Linked DNA regions of Mus musculus: region 2 is linked to region 1. Evidence: chromatin contacts called from public promoter capture Hi-C data. All regions are on one chromosome and are shown on one strand. The core of a region is the stretch at or near the end of the contact, and the rest is flanking DNA. Distances in the headings are between cores, read along the strand shown.

Region 1 (4,036 bases), core at 354-2,853:
GTGCAACAATGTCCTCTTACTATATACAGGGCAGTGACAATTGTTGTCTTAGTCTCTCCATACAGGCCAAAAATAATGCTCTGCTTAACATATTGGAACTTAAAACTGATTACTGCCTAATGAAGATTTAAAAATTATCATAAAACAAGTTTAGCCAGGGGCTGGGTCATCCTCAGGCCTCCAAGAACACAGACCTAAATGTGACCAGCTGGCCCCCAGTCTCCATTCACTGCCTGAGGTAAATGCTCAGATCAGTGGAACCTTCTGGACTCAAACCCATGGAATGTCCAACAAGATTTCCAGAAAAAGTCATTGCTACATCTTTCCGGGGTGTTACAGAAATGTGCTGGCACATACGTTAATAATTTAATAATACTAATTAATTTAATATTAAATTTAATATAACATTTAATAATTTAATAATAAGCACAGCTGTCATGGAGTTCATACCATGGTCATTCTCAATAATTTTAAAACATCTCACTGCCAGACAGTAGTGGCACATGCCTTTAGTCTCAGCACTTGAGAGGCAGAGGCAGACGGATCTCTATAAGTTCAAGGCCAGCCTGGTCTAGAAAGCAACTTCCAAGACAGCCAAGCCTACACAGGAGAGAGAGAGGCAGAAGTGGGCAGATCTCTATGTGTGTGAGGCCAACCTAATCCTCATAGCAGGTTTCAGGTGAGCCAGACCCTGTGTCAAAAAAAAACAAAACAAAACAAAACAAAACAAACAAACAAAAAAACAAAAAAAAATTTTTGTGTGTGCCAGGCAGTGGTGACCCACACCTTTAATCCCAGCACTTGGGAGGCAGAGGCAGGCAGATTTCTGAGTTCGAGGCCAGCCTGGTCTACAAAGTGAGTTCCAGGACAGCCAGGACTACACAGAGAAAAACCACCCTGTCTTGAAAAACCAAACAAAAAAAAAAAAAAGAAAAGAAAAGAAAAGAAAAAAAACAAAAAAAAATATTTTTGTGTGTCTATAATCCCCAAGGACTGGAGAGGCCGGGTAAAAGGATCACCAGTTTAAGAACAGCATGAGTTACGTAGTGAAAGTTAAAATACGGAGAGAGGAAAAAAGAAAGGGGAGGGAAGGGGAGAAAGAGGGAGAAGGAGAGGGAGATAGGGAAAGGGAGAGAGGGGAGAAGGAGAGAGGAGGAGGGGAAAAGAGGGGAGAGGGAGAGGGAGAGGGAGAGGGAGGAGAAACACGCGAAACAAGAATAGGAAGAAAAAAAAAAAAAAAATACTGATTCTCCCTGCAATATCCAGAAGAACCAACACCCCTCACATACCCAACCTAACCACAGCCCTTCATCTGAAAGGAAGGGTCCTTAGCAGTATCGGTAATACTGTAACAGACATTCAGGAAATACTATTTACAAAGGAGTCTTGTCCCACACATATAGCTTTTCCACTCTGCTGATCAAGCTCCCTGTATTTGTTGTCACCTGACTTTCTTCCCAGGTGCAGCTATCCCAGGGCTGCGACCCCTTCGGTTCATTTAATCAGTTAGAGAAGCCACAATTCCATACTTCCACACGATGTCACTGTCGAGCTAGTCTGGCGGGGCTGCGGGGGTGAAGGTGGGGGGCACCTAGCCGCTGCTGGGCACAAAATTTGCGCTCTGGCCCTCCTCAGCGTCCAGTACAATGCAAGAAGCTGTCCTCTCTCGCGCTCCCCTGAACCCTACACACCGATACAGAGATTGGGCAGAAGCGGGGACGAGGGGAGTGAGGCTGGCTGGCTATGCAGCCTCTTGAACTACTTGCTTCTCCTGAACTACCCAGAGAGTCAACCTCAGTCTGTTAATTCCTCGCCTCAACTTTTGTCCCAGAGGGAACACCTCCCATCTCTTTCTGAGGAAGGCTGACCTGCTGGTCGAAGGGTGGCCGGCCCTTCCCTGGAGACCACATTAGACACAGGGGCCCATGGGACCTTAGCGGGTCTTGAAGGAAACGTCATGCCATTTCTTTCTACAGAAAAGATGACACAAAAATATGCATCTCTGGAAGGTGCACACACCACTTACCGGGGAAATACAAGTTAAAGGGGCAATCTCCTGGCAACCCAGAAAGCCTCCTGCAAAAGTGGAAGGAAGGGAAATCCCAAATAACTACTAAAGCAGAATGTAACATTCAGCAAGCTACCAAGAGACTGCAAAGAGAAAAAAACTCTCCCCATTTATTGTAGCCAAGCAGAAAGTGCCCCCATTCGAAACACTGTAGATGGAAGGGTGGATGGGTGGATGATGGACAGATGGACAGATAACAAAGAAAACCCTGACTTCACAGAAAGTCTATCCAAGTCTGGTAATTGTACTGGCCACCTATGTTTAATGCCCTTATTCAGATGAAAACCCCCTTTTCCCTGTGAATAAGACCAAAAGTAGGTAGGAAGGTAATCTGGAGCAAGGCCCAACTGAGGTTAGGCTAGGACACTGGCAGAAACTGGGTCATAGGGCACTGAAGTCCTTGCTGGTTAAATTTCAAAGAGATGCTTCAGGAGGTCTTGTGAAAACACTTTAGGGGAGGAAAACTGGAAGAAGGACTTAGTTTGCTTCTGAAAGGATTTACAACCATTAGCAAGAGGCAGGTGAGTCTCTGAAATACCAGACTCTACTCTAAGAGGGAGCTGGGGAAAGCTTTTGGCTTCTTCTCAACAGAGACAACTAAACTGTTTTCTCTCCTTAAGTTGGTTTGGGACTGCCCCCACACAGCCTTCCCCTCCCCTTTCCTGGAGGACCAGGAGCATGAGAGGACAAAGGTGAACTCGGGAGGAACCACACCAACCATAGCACCACTGCTCCCTGGAAATCTGTCCCCGATTAAGCTAGGCCTTTGTCAAGCTGGCTGGAACATGCTGGAGGAGAAACAAATATTTAGATATTGGTCAAGAGTGGTTTCTGTTTTCACTCAGCTTTTTCTTAAAGTTTTCAAAAATACAGGAAAATTGAAAGAATGGTATAATGAATACCCCATCTAGTCACCACTTAGGCTTAAGACATGGACATTAGCAGTGTTCAGGCTCTGGAGTGCTCACCATTGCATTAAAGATCGTGAAGGAGAAGCCAGACAGGAAGGAATTGGAGGAGGAGAGGAAGGGTGGGAGTGATGTAGATATAAGTGCTGTGTGTGTGCGTGTGTGCATGTGTGTGTGTGTGTGTGTGTGTGTGTGTGTGCACGCATGCATGCGTGTATCAGTCTCCATGTGCATGTTGCCCCATGACATCCTCAGATATCAAATGGGTGTGCAACCTTTAGAGTGACATTTGCATAGACCCCCATTCAGCATATCTCCCCATATACTTTAAATTGCCTTTGAATTATATAATATAGTGTAAATACTATGTCAGGTTTTTTTTTTTTTTTTTTTTTTTTTTAGAGAGAGGGTCTCATTGCGTACTAGACTGAAACTCTAAAGGCATGCTCCACCATGGTCTATTTTTTTTTTAAGACAATGTCTCTATATGGCACTTGAAGTCCTATAACTCACTATGTAGAACAGGCTAGCTTCAAACTCATAGAGATCCTCCTGCCTCTGTACAACCACACCTGACTCAATGCAATTTGTTAAAATAGTTTTAAAATGAGGTTAGCACAGTGTTTCTCAACCTGTGAGCTACAACCTCTTTGGAGTCAAAGGACCCTTTCATGGGGGTCGCATAACAGAGATCCTGCATCACACTTACATTGTGATTCATAACAATAGCAAAGTTACAGATATAAAAGAGCAACAAAAATAATGTTGTGGTTGGGGGGTCACCACAACATGCGGAACTATATTAAAGCCGTCGTAGCATCAGGAAGGCTGAGAAGCACTGGGCAGAACAGAGGCTGCAGGAACTGCAGGTGCAGAGAGCCGGCTGGCCGGGGTTTTGCTGAAGCACTTGAAAGCTAGCCAAAATAAGCCCAACTCAGGAAGACAAAGATCAAATGTCTCCTCTCATACGTGGAAACTAGACTAAAAAAAAATATGAAAGTAGAAAGGCTGTTTGTGAAGAGGAAGGGAACCAGTGGGAAGTGGAGATGGGACCTGAGAG
Region 2 (4,007 bases), core at 358-2,857, 200 kb after region 1:
TTCACATATGCTGCACAGTCGCTGCCACTGAGCCCTTTTCAAACACGGTCTTACTATGTACTCTTGTCTGGCCTTGAAGGCATTAAAGGCATGAGCCAGCAGACCTGGCTGCCAAGTTTTGTTGTTGGTTGGTTGGGTTTTTTTTGAGACAGTTTCTCTGTTTTCCCTGGCTGTCCTGGAACTCACTTTGTAAACCAGGCTGGCCTCGAACTCAGAGATCCGCCTGCCGGGATTAAAGGTGTGTGCCACCACGCCATCTTTGGCTTTTGTTTGTTTTGTTTTTTGTTTTTTCGAGACAGGGTTTCTCTGTATAGCTCTGGCTGTCCTGGAACTCACTCTGTAGACCAGGCTGGCCTCGAACTCAGAAATCCCCCTGCCTCTGCCTCCCGAGTGCTGGGATTAAAGGCATGTGCCACCACACCCGGCTCAACTCCTTACCAAGTCCTAGATTCCAGTGAGCCTGAGCATTCCAAGGGAGCTAGAACTATAGGTGCATACCTAGTACCAAAGTCTTTTTATATATGGTTCTATATTTGAGTCAGGGTCTCACTTGTGCCTTCGCTGCTTGGAAGTCACTTTGTAGTCCAGGTTTACCTCAAACAGATACCTCCCTGCTTCAGCTTCTCCAGAGTGATAGGATTAAAAGCCTTGCCCAGCTGGAACATAGTTTTTAAACCGTGTAAATCCTTCCCTACCAGTGTAAAACTACACGTTGGTTGTTTTTGGTAAACATTTTATGTTTCATTTGTACAAGTGGTGTGACCCTGTGTAAACTTAATGAAAAACATTGGTGACTTTTTCTATAGGTTGGATTTTGGTGACTGACTGCATTTTGGTTCTTATGTGGCTTCCTATTTTAATCATACTCTAGGTGCCTTCAAGACAATAACTGGGACTACACCAGATCTGCTCAGGCCTTCACTCTTCTCAAGGTAAAGTATGGGAATTTTTTTTATTGCTAAAAATGGATCTCTTGAGCCTTTAACAAGGGTCAGATGAAGGCTGGGTGTGGTGATACTTGCCTTTTAATCCAGCATTTGGGAGGAAGGAGGGAGCCAGATCTCTGAGTTTGAGGCTAGCCTGGTCTACATAGAGAATGCCAGGACAGCCAGGGAGTCTACAGTAGCTGGGCAGGGAAGGTGGGAGAGAGGTGCCTGGTTCTACTTACATTTTATCTTTCTGCAGGCCAAGGGAGAGATTCCAGAAGTAGCGTTTATGAAATGATCACAAGAAAAGTCCCCTTGTAAATAGCCCCTGGATAATATTGTCTGGCTGTCATCTGCCGTCTCCTGTCCAGCCCGAGGCCACCCTGTAACTGTGACTGAGGAGGAAGGGCTGCTTCATCCTCCTCACCTACCTTCTGGAAGACTTAGAGAAGACTTCCGGAAGATTGAGCCTCATGGTGCCAGGAAGCCAAAGCTTACTTTGTAGAGCTGACACTAAACTACCCGAAGGACTTAGGTGCTCTGTGTACTTAACCCCAGGATTCCCTTTACTTTTTAAGATAAAGAGTGATATTGTAGTTTGTGTCCCATTACTGGCTTGTTTCCCTCAATGCAGGAGGGGTGGGCAAGTTCGCCGTGATAGGAAGTCCCGCCCCGGAGACGGAAGTGCGCCGCCATGGTGGCGTCTGTGCCGCTGCGGAATGTCAGCCACCTTTTGTCTGTGCTGCGGTCCCAAAATGTGCCCCGGTATTTGCAAAATGGCGTCCCACGGGATGTGCTGCTCTTCCGGCACGAGCGGGGCCGCTTCTTTGCCATCCTTGGACTGTTTTGTGCGGGTCAGGGCATCTTCTGGACCTCCCTGGCTGTTGCAGCCTTGTCCAGACCTCTGAGCCGAGTACCTGCGGAGGCTCCGAACCGGAGCTACCAGGACCTGCGCTCCGCACTCTGGCGCTACGGGCTGGCTGTTGGTTGCGGCACGATGGGTAAGCGCTTGGGCTCCAGATTGCTGTGGGGCTGTGAGCACAACGCTCACTTAGCAAAAAGGGGCTTCCAAAAAAGTAAGTGGGACACACGATATGGGTGCGGTGTAATAAAGTCCCTGAATGCCTTGCACCCTCACCCTGCATACAGTAGGCCAAGATCTGCCCCTCATACTAGCCACGAGCAGGTTTTTGAAGCCACAAATGCATTTTCTCCGTTTAACAATAGAGCTGGCTATCTATAAAAATGTCGATGGGGTGGGGGACGTGGCTCAGTTTGGTTTCTAAGACTGCTTGCCTAGTATGCATGAGGTCTAGGGTTTAGAACCCAACACTGCCTAACATATATGATGGCATCCAGATGTAATCTGGATTTGGACAGAAGATCACAAATTAAAAGTTATTGAACATATAGCAAGCTTGCAGCCAGCATGGAATAATAGACCCTGTCTGTTTTTTCAAGACACGGTTTCTCAGCTCTGGCTGCCCTGGAACTCACTCTGTAGACCAGGCTGGGTCAGAGATTCAACTGTTTCTGCCTCCCTAGTGATTGCGTGCACCACCACTGCCTAGCTACCTTTCTTAAAAAAAAAAAAAAAAAAAAGGATTTAGGAACCTTTTAGAGTTTTAGAGTGTAATTGCTCAAAACTGTTACTTCCATTACAGTAATTTGACTCTAAGGGGTGGGGGTGGGGGTGTCTGTATAACCTTTTACCCCACTTTGCCTCCCTGCAGGAGTCTTGGTCCTTGGTGCTGGTCTCCTCTACTCACTCCGATCTGTGCGGTCTGTCATGCTCCTTGCAGGAGGGCAGCAGGTGACATTGACCACCTATGCCCCCTTTGGCTTGGGTACCTGTTTCACAGTTCCCTTGAACCAGATTTCCTGCATGGCTCACAGAGGTGAAGTTCCTGCTATGCTGCCTCTGAAAGTCAAAGGCCGGCGCTTCTACTTCCTTTTGGACAAAGCTGGACACTTTCCCAACACTCAACTCTTTGATAACACTGTGGGTGCCTACCGGAGCCTGTGAAAAATGGCTTACCCTTCTCAGACGATGCAAAACCCTTAGGGATGAGGAGACTACCAGGACAATAAAAAGGTGCCCAGAATTCACTAACAGCCAATAAATCTCTTCCAAAAGGCTTGATACATGCCTACTTAAGCCATCATTCTGTCCTCTCTCTCATCTATTTAACATCAAGAAATCCATGCCATGATGAAGAAAAGTAATATATTATTTTGGTACAAAAAAGTTTAAGGAGAAAACTGAGGTTTCTAATATAAACAGGGCTGTACAGAGACAAGAGGATTAAAAGCACTGGGGCATGGAGGTTCTGGTTGTAGAAAGCACTTGAGTATTCTTCAGGAGTGAGACTGGTGGTGCCCAACAAGAGCATCTGTCTCAGAGCTCCACTCTTGGTCACCCCTCTCTTGGGGCTGGTATGATGTGGCTTTAAACTTGCACTGCATGGCCTGGAGCAGCAAAGCCAGACACCACAATATCAGATTCACCCAAGAAGAGGTCTGTGAAAGAGAACAGGAGTATGAGGTGGGAAGCCGGCTCCAATCCAGTCCTACCCACACAACATTGATCAGACTAAGGTGACAAGCCCCATAGCTACTTTGAGCTTGTGAATGAAGTACAGCCAAGCACATATTACATGGTGAACACGCTTAAGCTACAGTTGCTTAATCTTAGCGTATCCCTGTGTCTCACTTCAGCAGTATGTAGGTTGGAGTAAAACTGCACAGCAGTTCCTGAAGGTGTCCATGAGGTTTTCTGGGCTTCAGAGCAGCTGTGAAACAAGGTTAAAGAAACAAGTTGTGAGAAGGGGCGGGGAGGAGACGGACATGCTCTAAGCACATCTGTGTCCTCAGAGATAAGGGCCAGAGGAAGGGGATAAAGTAGGAACTTAAATGACTGACATGTCCCCTACAGAAGGACAGTCCCTGTCAGGCTTCCCTCCCTCTCCCGTTACCTAATTGTAAGGTTCAAGGAGATGATGGAATTGCAGAAAGAATTGGTGCCAAATCGAAGTATACAGGCAGACACTAAGATCAGGAAGATGGCTGTAGCTGAGATGG

The links. Promoter capture Hi-C pulls out the DNA fragments that hold promoters and counts their contacts.
Region 2: a contact with region 1 is called in a promoter capture Hi-C map of pre-B cells, with 2.3 times the contacts expected there. A contact is called at or near these places in 4 of 39 promoter capture datasets (the 3T3-L1 cell line, the C10 cell line and pre-B cells) and 2 of 9 other capture datasets (adipose tissue and pancreatic islet).

Annotation. Positions count from the first base shown.
Region 1 is chr19:8,568,093-8,572,128 of GRCm38.p6, forward strand. No RefSeq gene overlaps it. Among named protein-coding and RNA genes, the nearest start is that of Slc22a8, 23 kb to the right of the region's middle.
Region 2 is chr19:8,769,389-8,773,395 of GRCm38.p6, forward strand. Tmem223 (transmembrane protein 223) reads left to right here and starts at 1,608. Exons shown (of 2, transcript NM_025791.1): 1 at 1,608-1,927; 2 at 2,660-3,087. The coding sequence starts at 1,621. The coding sequence ends at 2,952. It overlaps Nxf1 (nuclear RNA export factor 1), which reads left to right. Exons shown (of 21, transcript NM_016813.2): 20 at 872-932; 21 at 1,186-1,522. The coding sequence ends at 1,224. It overlaps Tmem179b (transmembrane protein 179B), which reads right to left. Exons shown (of 5, transcript NM_026325.3): 3 at 3,902-4,007; 4 at 3,640-3,718; 5 at 3,134-3,446. The coding sequence ends at 3,285.